2 separate regions of the Mus musculus genome follow, and region 1 is linked to region 2. Evidence: chromatin contacts called from public promoter capture Hi-C data. All regions are on one chromosome and are shown on one strand. The core of a region is the stretch at or near the end of the contact, and the rest is flanking DNA. Distances in the headings are between cores, read along the strand shown.

Region 1 (7,193 bases), core at 1,327-3,826, 210 kb after region 2:
ATTTACACAAATCATAAAATGATATTATAGAACGTTGCTATGAGCAAAATACATGCACCGATATAGGGAGGAATTTCTCCCTTGTTAATTCTTATATTTTGTTTGTATTTAATACACCATTAAGATCTGAAGCCCTAAAATTTGTTCATTCAACCCAAAATTTACTGGCAAGCTCTGTGTCCTGTGCTGGGCAGTGGGCTCAGGGGACTCTTCAGAACTAGAAGTCTATTGAGTGAGATCAGATAACGCTCACCACGAAATGCAATTGCAGTGGTACTGGAGGGACCATCAGAGTTTCCTAGGGTAGTGTAACAGAGTACCAAACTGGCTGGCTTCAGACTACAGGACTCTATACTGTTCATACAAGCCAGAACTCTAAAATCACGACATCAGCAGACCGTGCTTTATCAGCAGGCTCTGGAGAAGATGCCCCACTTCCTACTCCGCTGTCAGTCAGTAATCCTTGCCTTCCTTTGGCTCCACCCTCAACAACAGGCATTTTCTCACTATGTCTCTATGTACCCAGTCATACTAAGGCCTACCTAATACAATAGGATCTTATTGTAACTGACTAAGGCCTACTTAATACAATAGGATCTTATTATAACTGACTTAAGATATAATAACCCCATTTCCAACTAAAGGCACATACAGGTATCAGGGTTAAGTCTTCAATCTGTCTTTGAGGGACATACAATTTAATATACAATCGAAAGATCCTTAAAGTGTGACAGGATCTGGATTTGATCTCCAGCACCCACATCAGGCAATTCATAACCATCTGCAATTCCAGTGTCAGGGGATACAGCCCTCTGGCCCCCACAGGCACTAGGCATGCATCTGGTTGGTGCACAGACATACATGCAGGATTCATGCATATGCATGTATCTGTGTGTGTGTATATATATATATATATATATATATATATATATACACACACATGTATGTATGTATGTATGTATGCATGCATGCATGCATGTATATGTGTATGTATGTTCTGGGGTCATGTATTATGGATGAGAGCAAAGCATCTTTCCCTCTGTATGGGACTTAGAGTTGGCTCATTTGATTGTCATTTACTATAGGATCCATTCAGGTGCTATCCTCTGAATGACAGGGCAATGCTTTTAGAACCTCTGAGGAGAGGTCCCCCTCTCTGCTTTTTCCTTTCTTTATCCAAAGTGCCTGAAAGTTTTAGAAGGTTTCCTCCCAGTTATCTGTTTCTGTGAACAACAACAACTAGAGGTCCATGCCATGAGAAATCTTCCTTGTACCTAGGCAAGCTAGCAAGTCATATGGACATACATGGCTACCTAGGGTACTGTTTGGGGACCACTGGCAGGCTTGAAACTGTACAGCTTCCAAGAAGGAAGAGTGTTTGTGAGATCAACAAGGTGGCTTCAGGTAAGATATCCTCGCCACCAGTCATATCCTACCTCTGTAAGAATGTTCCAGCATGGAACCCAGCAAATTATTTACCTCAGACTTGTTACCGCACCACTCCACTCTATAACCTCATAAACTTCTACCTACCTGTGCCATCTTGGCCAGCCTGCTTTCACCGTAGACTGGAACAACAAGAATCAAAGAAATGTTCCTTGCTTCTGAGATGGACTTCTCCCCTCGCCCCCTTGCCCCTGGAGAAAGTACTAAACTTCCCCCTCATATCTAAGACCACCCCCTTCTCCTATCACCTCAGTTCTAGTTCGGAAGCTTCTTAAAGTGTTTTCTTGGGCTGGTGAGATGGCTCAACGGGTAAGGGCACTGACTGCTCTCCCGAAGGTCCTGAGTTCAAATCCCAGCAACCACATGATGGCACACAACCACCCATAATGAGATCTGACGCCCTCTTCTGGTGTGTCAGAAGATAGCCGCAGTGTACTTATATATAATAATAAGTGTTTTCCTTGTTTTTTCCCCACCCCCACCCCCACTCTCCTTTTCTCTGGCTAAGATAAAGCTTTGCCTACTTAGTGTAGGCTTTCATTGGTCCTGAGACTCTGAGAAGGGAAAAGGGACCCTTTCGGAGGTCGACAGTGATATTGGTAGTAGAAGGCTAGTTATTGAAGGGCCAGGGATAGCCTGAAGTAGCAGCATAGGCTGAGTCCTACGTGGATTTGGCCACCAGATTCTCATAAATGGCAACCTTATAGCCTTGAGTGTCATAAAGCAATTCCTGCAATGTCACCCTCCCTGCCACCTTGCAGCAAACTCCTCTAGGTGACCCAGCCTCTATTCTCCTGCAATTGTTTGTTCCTCCCTGTAGGAGTTTCTGCACAGAAGTTCCTTTTTCTGGTTGTAAGCTTGAATAGCCAGGCCTTAGCCAGGTGCTATGGAGGGATTCAACCCTGCTGACACCAGAAAAATGAGGCCTGGTATTTTCTTTTTTCTCTAGAATGGGAGAGAGGAAGCTCTCAATACCACCTGGGGGCCAAGAGAAGGAGCCTTAGCCCTACCTACACCCACTGAGCTGAAGCACCCAGTTTTAATAAACTGTTTCTCCTACTGGGAGACATGTGCTCATTAACATCTGAAGCGATCTTCTCTTTCAGTAGAAAGCAGAAAGGTACAGGCATCTGGTTGACATTCGTATGCTGATGTCATTGACATTAGCAGAGAAGCACAGGGCTAGACACCCCTTCCTACAACCCATCTGCTGTTTGTGAGCCTCGCGATTCAAAAATAGTTCCTAACCTTTTTGGTTAATTCTTCGGATGGTATTTTCTTTAAAATTTATCTGATGAGTTAGACATAATTTTAAAAATTAGTTTCTAAAAGGTTCTGCGTTCATCCTCTCTCATCTGTTTTCAGTAGAGCATATGGCTGAAACAGATCGAGTCCCTGGCAGAGAGAACCCGTATGATCTCGGCTGGCTTTTGAAAGCTGCTCTCCAGCAAGGCACTCTGACGCCACAGGGTCAGTGTCCTCCCAGGCACAGGCCCTTGTGTGAAGCAGGTGGCCCGAAAGCACTAGAAGCTGAAAATCACAGCGACAAGGTGTCATTTCCGGAGACCAGGCTGGCCTCGAACTCACAGAGATCTGCCTGCCTCTGCCTCCCAAGTGCTGGGACTAAAGGTGTGTGCTACAGTGCTTTTACCTCAATTTACCATGAAAGTTGGAAATCCTAACGAGAAGTCTCTTCAGCATTTCCAGAGATTATCCTTTGTAGACTGTACCTGGTTTAAAATGTGAAACGAGACTTTGGAAAGAAGGTGATGGAACATTCTCCAAAACTCAAAACATAAACGAGATATAAATCCGATTTTTTTAATTTTTGGAGTTTTTTGTTTTTGTTGTTCAGTTACTGTTCAAAAAGCTTTCAAGACAAGAATTCAACACACTATTTCTTTAGCGTGTATTTCAACACTTTATTTCCAGGACCTCTTCCCTAGCAAGGGACAGTACCCCATCAACTTCCTAGCCACCGAGCTTCAAAACCTTATGAAGAAAGTGAAGCAAAACCCACCCCCAAACCTCACATGAGGCACGACCATCCCAGAACACGGAAGTAATCCGTCTGCTTGTTCACAAAATGGCTTCCTGCAAAATGCATGCTCAGACATAAGCATGCAAGACCATTTTTTTTTTCCTGATCTGAATTGCAAGTCCAGCCCAAGAAACTTACACATTTGCATGAAATACTCTTAACAAGTGCTTCCCAGGTGAGAAGTTTTAAATGAATGTTTTTGTTTTGTTTTGGCCAGAGGAGACAGAAAAATGGCTGCAGCTGGTCAAGGGTTATATTTCTTACAGCCAGGAGATTCCAATCTGTTTCTTTACCTCCATGGGATCAATAAACAGCCAGGCTGATATACATCAAACTGCTTTGGTCTTGCCAGTATATACTCTCATGCACATGAACACACACACATACACACACACACTCAGGATTTCTTGGCTCCCCTCAAGGTAGAGCCATTCCAAATCCTGACATCACTGAAATATGTACAGGAACGGAAGCAATAAAGAGAGGAACACAAGAGAGAGAGAGGGAAACTCTGCCTGCTCTGGATGTGCCCTCGAGACAGTTGTTCCTACAGTGCAGGCTTTGTTCTTGTGCAATCGAAACACAGACCAAATTCAACTCTGTCAGCAAAGATACTGGCATAGTCACCCCAGATGGGACTGGTAAGAAAAACGACCTGTGTGAGATCTGAGGGAGCAGGCAATCACGGTTAGTCATAAACCCCCTCCAAGGGCCCAAGATCTGCAGAACACAAGGATTGAAGCGGCTTGAATGCTGTAATCTCCATTTATAGACTTCCCCAGGCCTCCACCCAGGCCTCACAGCTATGCCTGTCCCTATACCTCAGCCAAAGCTTCAGCACTTGGTCACAAAGAGGAAGGCACAGCATGGGATGACGCAGGATCCCAGAGCTTCTTCTTGGAAGTAGGATTCTGGGAAATGCCTTGTCTACTTCCAGGAAGAGCTTCATTGACCACATGTTCTTCTCGGCTGTAGGATAAGAAGCTTGGGTGAGAAGGTAAGGCGGGACAATTCTGCCATCTCTCCAACTCTCATTAGTTTATTTTTTTTCTCTTCAGACTTCGTGGAAAAGAGAATTAAGAATAGTAAAATTGAATATCCCTAATCTGAAGTCCGAACAACACCCAAATCTAAAACTTTCTGAGCACTCAAACTATCACACTGTGTATTCAATGATTCTAAGTCTTAATTTTTCCCCCCTCAGCTCTGAAGCTCCAAGCATTTCAGATAAGGCATCCTCACGCTGCTTCCAATGGAGGGTGTTTGTTGATTTGCTGTGAGATGTGGGTGTTACTGATGTTGGCAAGGGAAACGCTTGGTAGAAAGAGGAACTTTGGCTCAGTTCTTCAGGACCTCGTGCACTTAGGAGGACACAGAAAAAATGAATGGCTTTTCCCCACATCACACATGGGGAAGTCCTATAGCTCAGGAAGGAAGGAAAAGATCTCCAAGGAGGGAGGTACTTCTCAGAACTACTTCCTCAAAAAGAGTCCACCCCTCATGAGCGCTAAAGGACAAGTTAGGATGACAACCTAGTACGCACTTGGCAATAGATTTGGTTCCTTGGGCAGACAATAGTGTCCTGGGTTTGAAAGCAGGTTCTGAACACCTCACAGCCTGAGTGGACCTCTCCCTGAATCTGTAACTTGAGAATAGTATGCAGTGTAGGAAAACCACCACAAGACACACAGCGCTCACAGTAATGCCCCTTCCAATAAAGCGTGTCCTCTACTGGTTTGCAGACAGAGCTAGATTCTAAGCTGGCTACAACAGACAGATATTTAAAAACAATCCCAAAGGGTGAAGGTTGGAGTGGTTCTGTTTGCCACTTGCCCAGCTTGGCATTTTAGAAGAAAAAGCAAGCCAGCTCTCCAGGGCCTGGCATTAAGGAAAGGAAAAAATCTTGCTGGTTTCCTTTTGTGTCCTCGGTCTTTGAGGGGGACTTAAGGAGTCCCTCAACCAGTAAAGGGGAAGAGAGAAAGAAAGCCTGGTGCAGCATCCTGCCCAGCTGGCCTGCTGGCAGCACACAGACAACACTGCTGGGGTCCTTGTTAAAGTTCCAGCCCATCTCACATACATTGCCTTTTACCCTCTTAGCCTCACACTGCTGCCATTCTGGTCCCCCAAAGTCAGGTCTCCAGACTGTTTTAAGCTCCAGAACAGCAGATATAGTGAGATATAGATCAGGGCCATCAGAGAATTGGGCTGGCTAGGAAAGTGCTTGTGTTTGCAACATCCATGAGTTGTCAGAGTTAGCAAGCCAAACTATGAAATGTCAAATTAAATTTGAATTTTACATATACTTCTTTCTCCTAGAGTACAACTATGTCCCAGGGGTTATGTGGAGCATTATTATATTAATATTTTTGTTTTGTGTTTTGAGACAGGGTTTTGCTATGTAGCAAGGCTGCCCTTTCCAATGTGTACCCCACCCCCAACCCTTCTGCCCTGCCTCCCGAGTACTGGATGACATGTAGTGTGCTTTGTGATTCTGGCTCTACGCTATTTCAGCTGCTCTGAAATTCAGAAGTATGTCTGCATCCTGTATTTGTGTCTCAATTCTTTCATTTGGGCTTTTTCTTGGTTTATTTCTTGTGGCAGGGTCTCAGACTGTAGCCCGAGCTGGCCTGGAACTCATTATGCGATTCAGAATGACCTCATACTTCCAGCAATCCCTACCATCCCAAACACTAAGACACTGTACTGCAAGTTACTACCATTCTTTAAAAATAATTGTGTGTGTGTGTGTGTGTGTGTTCATTGTAAATATGTAAATCTGTGGTGGGGCTATACAAGCACATGCTTGCACATGCCTGTAGAGGCCAGAGATCACCAGTGTCTTCTTCAATGGGCTCCCCTTTATCTTTTAAGACACAGCCTCTCGATGAACCTTGAACTCACCAATTGGCTTGGTTGGCTGCTCAATGAGAGCCAGGGACTCTGCTGTTTCCATCCTTACACAGGGTGGTGGGGTTCGACATGTGTGCTTGCATACCTGTATGTAAAAAACCTGAACTTAGGCCCTTATGCTTTTGTGGAAGACAATCGGCTGACGAACCATCCCAGCAACCCGTATCCAGTATTCTTGTCCAGTATTCTTCTTCTTCTACTCAAGTCATGGCCTCACTATGCAGTCTTGACTGGCCTAGAACTCCCTTTGTAGACAAGGCTTTACTGGAACTCACAGAGATCCACCTGCCTCTGCTTCTGCAGTGTTGGGATTAAAAAAAGAAAGCCACACACAGCTGGACATTATTATACTAAAAGATGACGACCGTTTACTGAAACCCACATTTAACAGGCTTTCCACATAGTCTTTCTACCAAGCTACCATACACACATACTTGACCAAACCGGCATAGCTGTCTCCTTCTACCCTGCCATTCAAACCACAGGACCAACTGCAGCCAAAGTCTCAACATCTCAGGCCACCACCTACAATACCAGGACTTTCATAATCTGTTCCCTTTCTGCTGGCTCTCTCCTTACTCAACTTTGAACACGGTCAAGCATGGCGTAGTTGCTGATAGAGGCGAGTGCTTACGTAGCTCTCGAGATTGTTCACAGACCCACATCCCATCTGTGTTCCACACACTTAAACCTCCTCCCTTCTGTCAATACCCTCCCCAATGGCTTCTATTAGTTTCAAGGTGAAGCGCCCTGGGGAAGCTGGGATGAGTTTATTCTCACTCATTTGCCCTGGCAT
Region 2 (7,755 bases), core at 2,849-5,348:
GATGCTGGCTCACACTGCAGTGTGCATGGGGGTGCAGGTGTCTCCAGTCATTGCCTTTGGATATATACCGACTAACGGGATCACTGGGCCCATGAAAGTTCTGGTGTTTGCTGACTTACTTATAACAGCTGCACTTATTTACACAAGGACTCTCTTTTCTCTATTCTCACCACACTTATTATCCTTTTAAAGTCCCGGTATATCACCTTTGACATTATTTGCTTCATTGTCACACTTGGAAATCAATTCAGCATTTTATATGGAAAATCTATCCTCTTTGGCTCTGTTTAGTTTTGTGGTTGTTTTCGATACAAGGCATAAAAATTTTAGAAGGGTGGGCCAAATGTTTATTGATAGAGTAAAAGGAAGAAAGTGTGATTATATAATAGGATTGGGAAATATATACAGCTAATTTTACACCTGCATGCCTCTAACCCAGCCACAGCAATTATACCCACTCTTCCATGTCAGGCTCTCCCCTAGGAGAAACGGGCTAGGTGGGACCTGGGTGATCAGTACAGAGCATGTACATATAAAGTGAACTTCCCCAAACGTAGGTCACTTGGACCAGAAGGGACTTTTGATAAAAGTAGGCTGACAATTCGATTCTCAGGGCACTTCAATGCCAAATGTTCTTTCCACATTGTAAATCATAAGGCAGTGTAAACAATGCCCTAACATTGAGGAACAGAAAATTGCATTCCCGGTAATAGCTGAGCCTCATGGCGCATGGTTTCACACTTTAATATGCTGTGTTCTGTTCTGCCGCGCTAATATTTTAAGTAATATAACTTCCTTTTTGTAGAATTGTAGGTTCTACATTGTACACTTTCTCTCCTTTACCCTTCTAGAATAGCTTTCTGTAATTCTACATCGTATGCCAAGAGAAACTCCAGAGGAAGAGGAAATATAAAGTTAACCAGTCCGTGGGAGACAGTAACGCAAACAGAACCAACAATGTCTAACCAACGTGTTGTCTTGTATGCTTTCACAGACTCAATCTGCGTGCCGGGCTTCGATCCAGGCCTCAACATGATGACTGGAATCACCCCCATTAACCCGATGATACCCGGTCTGGGGCTGGTACCACCCCCACCCCCAACGGAAGTGGCTGTCGTCAAGGAAATAATCCACTGCAAAAGCTGTACTCTTTTCCCCCAAAATCCAAGTAAGTGGGAGGGAGAAGCAGCTGCCTGACATATTCCTTTTCCTTTGTAAATAGTATTGGGTTCATTTCCAGATGTGCGATGTGCTACCCAAGGCTGTGTCTCTACATTAGGACAGGTACACAAGGATGTGTCCATGCATTCAGCTGTCCAGCCACTGGATAAGTACCATGAAGCCAGTGAGCTCGGAGAGTTTATGTGTAACACTAAGAGTCTTTCCTGTGTGCAGCGAACTAGCATTTTCTGGAATGCCTCATGTGAAATCTGGCAGCTTCTCTCTCCACCTCCACAAACGGGAGAGAAAGTCTCAAGTGTGTTTTACTAGATAGAACCGTGAATTAATCTGGCAGGTGGCAATTTGGGGGAAAGGTGAGAGGCAGGAAGAACACGCATCTCAGAATTTCTGGGCTAAGTCACGTTCACTTGAAGGACCTATATATTTGATTAATTTAGCCTCTGATGCTAAGTTTATAGGCTTACATACCTGGAAATTTTTTTAAAAAAAATTCGTATTAATCAGTGTTGCCTACTTGAACTGGACTTCTCAGGAGATAGCTGTAGTAATCTACATACAAACTTGGCAAACTGTTGTGACAGCATACACTATCTTTTCACACAGCCTCCTCAAAATTTAATAGTGTGCTCATTTAAATGTGAATAATAACCAAGGCTTTTCCCAGACTCAGCATCTTTGCAGCCAGGTAAGTATTGTTGCATGCTCTCTCGTGGGCTGTGTTTCCCTCGTCCCACGATGCTGCCCCCTTTATCTGGCAAGAAGACAAAGCAGCAGCAAGCCAGGCCTTTTCATCATGTGTCATTTCATCGCGCTTTGTACTTGTGACGCTCTCTCCCTCCTCTTTTTCTTCTTCTGGGTGTCTGTGTATGAAAGAGAAATGAAATTATGCTAACACGTGTTATCTTTTTCCTGGACAAGCACAGCCACTCTGTGCAGAAATGAACATGAGAAATAAAGGGGGGGGGTTGACGGGGAGGGGAGAAGATCAGGAAACATGATGGGGGAGGGGAGGGAGGAGTAGCCATGGGGTTGGGGAGACATAACTTGCTATAAAAATGACTGTGTCTCAGTCTGGAGACAACTCTGCAAGTGGAACCTTTGCCCTGTGAACCTGGTAAAGAGCCGATCGATAAAAAGACAAAACTCTTCTCATTGTGATCTTAGATCTTCCACCTCCTTCCACAAGAGAACGACCTCCAGGGTGTAAGACTGTGTTTGTTGGAGGATTACCAGAAAATGCAACGGAAGAAATTATTCAAGAAGTCTTTGAGCAGTGTGGAGATATCACAGCCATCCGAAAGAGCAAGAAGAATTTCTGTCACATTCGCTTTGCCGAGGAATTCATGGTTGACAAAGCCATTTACCTCTCTGGTACCTTGCTTTAGTAAAAGGGGGTTTGCTCTCTATCCTGTCTTCTGTCTTCTGATGTTACTGTGAGCTCCTTCCCTTTTGCCTTAATACACACACAATAAGTCCTGGTAGCGTGGGGGCTGGGGAAGGAGGCATTCACCTTTCAGCTTGGCTGCCACGGGGCTCTTTGTTAAGCCTGTGCCTCTCTCCACAGGCAGGTTTGCCTACCATCTAGTCTCAAGGAATTCCACAGAGTTTCTAATTAATGTTCTCAAGTGCGTATTAGATGAAAAGCAATATTTTGAGTACTGAGGACCATTATTATTATTGGATGTAATCCTCTGGGGGGGAGTAAAGTACTCTCTCAGAATAATTTCAGTTTCTTAAAAGTGCATTTCCAATCTTCACCCCGGGGTGTGGGGGGGTGTGGGGGGAAGCAAGATCCCCTTCTTGCAGGGAATGTGTTCCTGGGCCTGTGACAGGCCCTCTGTCCTCACACACAGCTGCCTGCTCTACCATCATTATCCGGAGGACCAGGCTTTAGGAGAAGTTTACACATGTGAAAAGGAAGCCTAGTGCTGCCTTCAGCTTTCTGGGTTTCTATAGGAAAAGTCTGACTAGGTGCACGGAAGCCTCAGTCAAACCAAAGGACACCGAGGCTAATGTTACCGTGGTACTTTGGAAGTATTTAGTTTTAGGTTACCCTCCCTGCCCTTTGCTGCTCCTCCAGCGACATTAGTGCCATCTGCCACCCTGCAGACTGCCTACCTAACTCAGAGCAAAGGTAACCCCCCCCCCCTGGGGTGGGAAAGAATCAAGTGAAACCTGGGCTCCACCCCCAGGTTTTCCTGATGTCTGCAGCCAGTCTCCATTGCCTTTCATTCTGTGTGAACCCCTGACAGGTTGAGGTTATCCCAGTACCTCAGAGACCTTGCCCAAGACGGGGATCCAGAGAATGTTAAATCCCTTACTGTACTTAAGCTCTCAACGAGAAACATAAAGTCTGGACATTCCACAGTGGAAATGAATAAAGATATTTTACCACACGCACAGTGGCACCCATCTCCTGGAGAGAGGAGGGCGTGGCTTTCCATCTCCCTAACCCAGATAAATTGTCATACTACTTCCACCTGTGGGTGGAATAGTCGGTTTACCAGCAGGACTCCTAGGTGAGGTCGATCACGTGTGTATGAAGCACACTGTGGGGATCTCTGAGTGTCAGACTGTTCTTAACAAAACAAACCCGGTCAGGATAAAGGACAGATGGTTCTTTCTGTCAGTGCCTGCCTGGAAATCTGGGTTCTTAGTCACTATAGTCAATCAAACTATTACTCAATGCTAAGACACTAACTTCACCCTGCGTGACTGAAGAATCGAGTAGGCGAATGTCCTTTAAAACACTAACACAAGCCAACTTTAAGACCAAACAGAAAACTTCGAAGACGCTAACAAAGATGAACAGTGCCAAATATATAGACATATGGAGGGAAATAGAGACTAGACAAACTCTGACGCTTCTTGGTAGCTCTTTTGAATCGGGAGGAAACACAGGCTCCACCCACTTCAAGCCTTTCACTGCCTCAGTGCAGAGAAGTCTCCAGCTTTGCTAGGGTGGTCTCTGCAGCTGAGACAGTCTGAAACCCAAGCTGTTGGGGGAAGGGACAGGAAGGAGAGAAGGTTACCACCACCACCACCCCTGTAATCTCCAGCAAGCCCAGCTGGAAAGCCTAATTTTAGGAGCACTTTCACATTTGAGGGCCAGGCTAAGTTTAGCCTCAGCCTCATCAGAGTCTTTTAATGCTGTAATGATGAAGCTCTGATGAAAGAGGACCAGAAAGGTTTTAGAGAGCCGGTTCTCTGGAATATGAGCAGAGAAAGTTGTTCCGACCAACTCAGACAGCTGGCCAGGACACAGCCTGCTGACGTCACTTTCCACAGCCCACCACCAAGTCAGCACTAATTCTGTTCACGTGTGGGCGGCTGTTTGCACCCAAGATGGGTACTGTTTTGTTTCCACCATCCTGTTGAAACCTGGAAGAGAGTTCAGTCTGATGAGATCTGTAGCAAGCACATTTGTAACTTTTTAAAAAGTGTAAAGTGCCCTGCTGGGGGAAAAGCCAGCTTCCATGGGGATTTGTGACTGGGCTTTAACTCAAATCCTACTGGGTAAGGATTGAAATGGTCCAGGACAAGGTGCAGGCAGCACAGCACAGCCTAGCTCTTCCCAAGTGCAGCTCATCTGCAAATCCCTTGCAAAGCAGAGGTGCTTATTTTTGCTCCCTTTCTCTAGCAGCCCCCCCTCCCAGATATGCTCCTGCTAAGACCTGAATTGATGTTGTGAAAATCTGAGTACTCCAAACTGAAGAATCAATCACCGTGCTGTGCTTTCAATTCTTCTAAATTTGAAGTTAGGCTGGCTGGCAGCATCCAGTCCTGTGTTGACCCCTCACGACCTCTCTCCCCCCTCATCCCCAATCACTATAAGATAGGTAGTGCTCAGTAAGTCCTCCCTTCCCCCTAAAGGTTCCCCCCTCCCCCCCTTTTCCTTTCTGGCCTAACTTTGGGCCCTTGCACAAGCCTATTGTGGCCTTCAAAGACTGCACAGATAATTTGTGTGGTCGTGCAGGCTGGATGAGGTACTGTGGGGCCTCTTGATTGAAGGTAACATATTCTCCCGCATGCCCCAGAGGATAAGTGGGAATAAAACAACATTGCAAAATTGCCTGGGTAATTGTGGCTTTGGTAGCGGCAGAGAAAAAAACCAGAGCGGCAGTGTTTGCTAGGGGAATGAGCAATAGGCTCCGAGTAAAGTTCTGAAATTTACTTTCCGGGCCCCTTCAAATATCATGGATGTTCTGTATTTACTCATACCCTGCCTCTTTGAAAAAGAATTTTTAAGAGTGCACATGCAATAGAGTTATAGAACATTGAAAACAAAAAGCAAGACAGACCCCCCCCCGACCCCCCCCCCAAGCCAAAGGGAGGAAGGCGTGGCCAGGATTTAGTGCTCGGTTAATGGTGCAACAGGAGCACTGTGAGGGTCCCTCTGGGAAAGTAACGTGGGGGGGGGGGGGAAGGGAGGTATATTTACCTCCACATCTGTGCTTAATGATTAAGTCTTTAAAAGGATACCTGCTTCCCATCCCCCAGAGACAAAAAGGTATCTTCTCTCCTGAGGCACAGTTGCTTAGCTTGTGGGAAATGTGTCCCCTGACTGGAGGTGACCTGGCTTTCCACTGCTTCTAGGTTACAGAATGCGATTAGGGTCGAGCACGGATAAAAAGGATTCCGGCCGCCTGCACGTGGATTTTGCTCAGGCCAGGGATGACTTCTATGAGTGGGAATGCAAGCAAAGGATGCGCGCCCGGGAGGAGCGGCATCGACGCAAACTGGAAGAGGACAGGCTGCGGCCTCCCTCGCCGCCGGCCATCATGCACTACTCGGAGCACGAAGCTGCCCTGCTGGCTGACAAACTGAAAGGTAAAGGGGGTGTGGGGGGGGGCGAGCTAGGATCTGCAGACCTCTGGGTTCCATCATCGGGCTAGGGACAGAGCCATTGCTTAGTCAGGCTCTCCTGTATGAAGGTCGGAAGGGCGGGGGTGGGGTGGGGGTGGGGGTGGGCCTCTGCAATGCCAGCAGCAGCCTGTGGTCCCCAGGAGGTGCTTAGTGAGTCAGGGCAGTGGCCTCACCGAGAAGTTGACCTTGTCTAGTGCTCTCTGAGTTCTGTGGACCATGTAGTTCTACCAGACACTGAAAGTGTTTCCAAGACATCTTACACACGATGTCTAGGGTTTGTAGAAGAGAAAAGAGAAATGTAGACAGGTCCCCTGTCCTAGAGGTGGAGTCGAAGGAACCTTCTCACACCTACAGATGAGTAACAATAGAAAAAGTAAGTCCTTAATTTTTGCCGGGGCCTTCCCTGGGTTGGAGAGTGAAGAAAATAAAGGATCCAAAGAAATAAGGATTAGACCTGCTGAACTTCAGTGATGACCAGGAAGGCAGGTTTTGAAATTAGTGTATGTATGGAGGCGAGGAGATGCACACATATATGCCTGTGTTGGGGTCTAGGGCTACTAGAGACCAAATGAATGAGCTGAATGATATCTGTTTTATATGACTATCTTATATGACTATTTTTATGACTGGCATTTTATAGGCAGTTGGTAGGAGGTGAACAGCACTCCTGAGGGTGCTGGCTACCAACAGTACTGTAGTGGGTCACAGTTTCTACAGGCAGGTGACTACAAGTAACTGAATGACTTTGAGCAAAGCTGATAGCCCTCCGTGTGGGAGCAAGGCATCCACAACATGCTTTGGGAATGCCAGCAAGTGTAACCTGAGCAAGGAAAGGGGTTGAGAATATCTTCAAAGAGCAGGCAGGATTTGAACTTGTTGGGATAAACAAGAGGTCTTTCTCCCAAGTTAGAAAGGTTCACAGAGGCAATCTAACCAGAGCCCGGAGCCCTAAGAACAAAGATGTACCAGAAACAAAGAGGATTTGGTTTGGGCACTGTGTTCCTAAAGCAAGGTGAAGCTGGAGAGTGTCTCAACCAGATGGTGAAGCCCCAAGGCTATTGCCTAGTTTGGCTGTGCCCTGTAAACAGTGAAGAGATGGCTTCATGGATTCCTGACGAAAGGAGAGATGTGATTGGTTCTTGGCAAGAGTGGGAGAATGGGGGTGTAAGAACCTACCTCATGTATTATTGGCAATGTCTTAATGGATGGGATGGTCTTACTGAAGAAAACCACCAATTTTAGGAAGATCAGAAAAAGCATTCTATGCTTGATCTAAAAGGCAAGTGATAGCCTCCTTAACCATCATCCCTGTCAGCTCTGAGGACTCCTAATTAGCCACGGTTGCCACTGAATTGCCTCTCCAGCCACTGAGTAGCACTGCCTGCTGGCTTTCTTGGTGCCTGCCCAGAAGGTCTATAATATAGTCAATAAATATACAGGCAGAGGCTACCCCTCCAATGAGAAAAAATATGCAATGTAAATTCAGCCTAGAAACTATTATGAGAGCCCAGAATGAGAAAGAATAAGACTTATAACCAGGAACACTCATTGGAATAAATCCTCTCTCTTTTGTGCCAATGTCAAGTGAATTTGGTGGCACCACCCTGTGGTCTCTGTGACCTGTTTTCCAGCCCAGATAGCTCAGTCACTAGAGCGCGAGACTCTTAGAATGGGTTCAGTCATGGCTCCACCTTAGTTCTGTACTGC

What was found. Promoter capture Hi-C pulls out the DNA fragments that hold promoters and counts their contacts.
Region 1: a contact with region 2 is called in a promoter capture Hi-C map of hippocampal neurons, with 2.3 times the contacts expected there. The contact joins two enhancer-like sites. A contact is called at or near these places in 1 of 39 promoter capture datasets (hippocampal neurons) and 1 of 9 other capture datasets (adipose tissue).

The regions. Positions count from the first base shown.
Region 1 is chr14:77,790,570-77,797,762 of GRCm38.p6, forward strand. Gm1587 (predicted gene 1587) reads right to left here. Exons shown (of 3, transcript NR_157389.1): 2 at 6,389-6,482; 3 at 3,376-4,456. It overlaps Gm30467 (a long non-coding RNA gene), which reads left to right. Exons shown (of 4, transcript XR_383626.3): 4 at 1-131. Among named protein-coding and RNA genes, the nearest start is that of Gm1587, 4.8 kb to the right of the region's middle. Within about 2 kb of position 2,577, at least 26 of the 459 cell types and tissues checked have an H3K27ac peak or open chromatin away from gene starts, as enhancers often do. A contact at or near this core is called in adipose tissue and hippocampal neurons, where this site is marked.
Region 2 is chr14:77,576,618-77,584,372 of GRCm38.p6, forward strand. It overlaps Enox1 (ecto-NOX disulfide-thiol exchanger 1), which reads left to right. Exons shown (of 19, transcript NM_172813.3): 8 at 995-1,168; 9 at 2,347-2,553; 10 at 5,779-6,012. Among named protein-coding and RNA genes, the nearest start is that of Gm52115, 16 kb to the right of the region's middle. Within about 2 kb of position 4,099, at least 61 of the 459 cell types and tissues checked have an H3K27ac peak or open chromatin away from gene starts, as enhancers often do. A contact at or near this core is called in adipose tissue and hippocampal neurons, where this site is marked.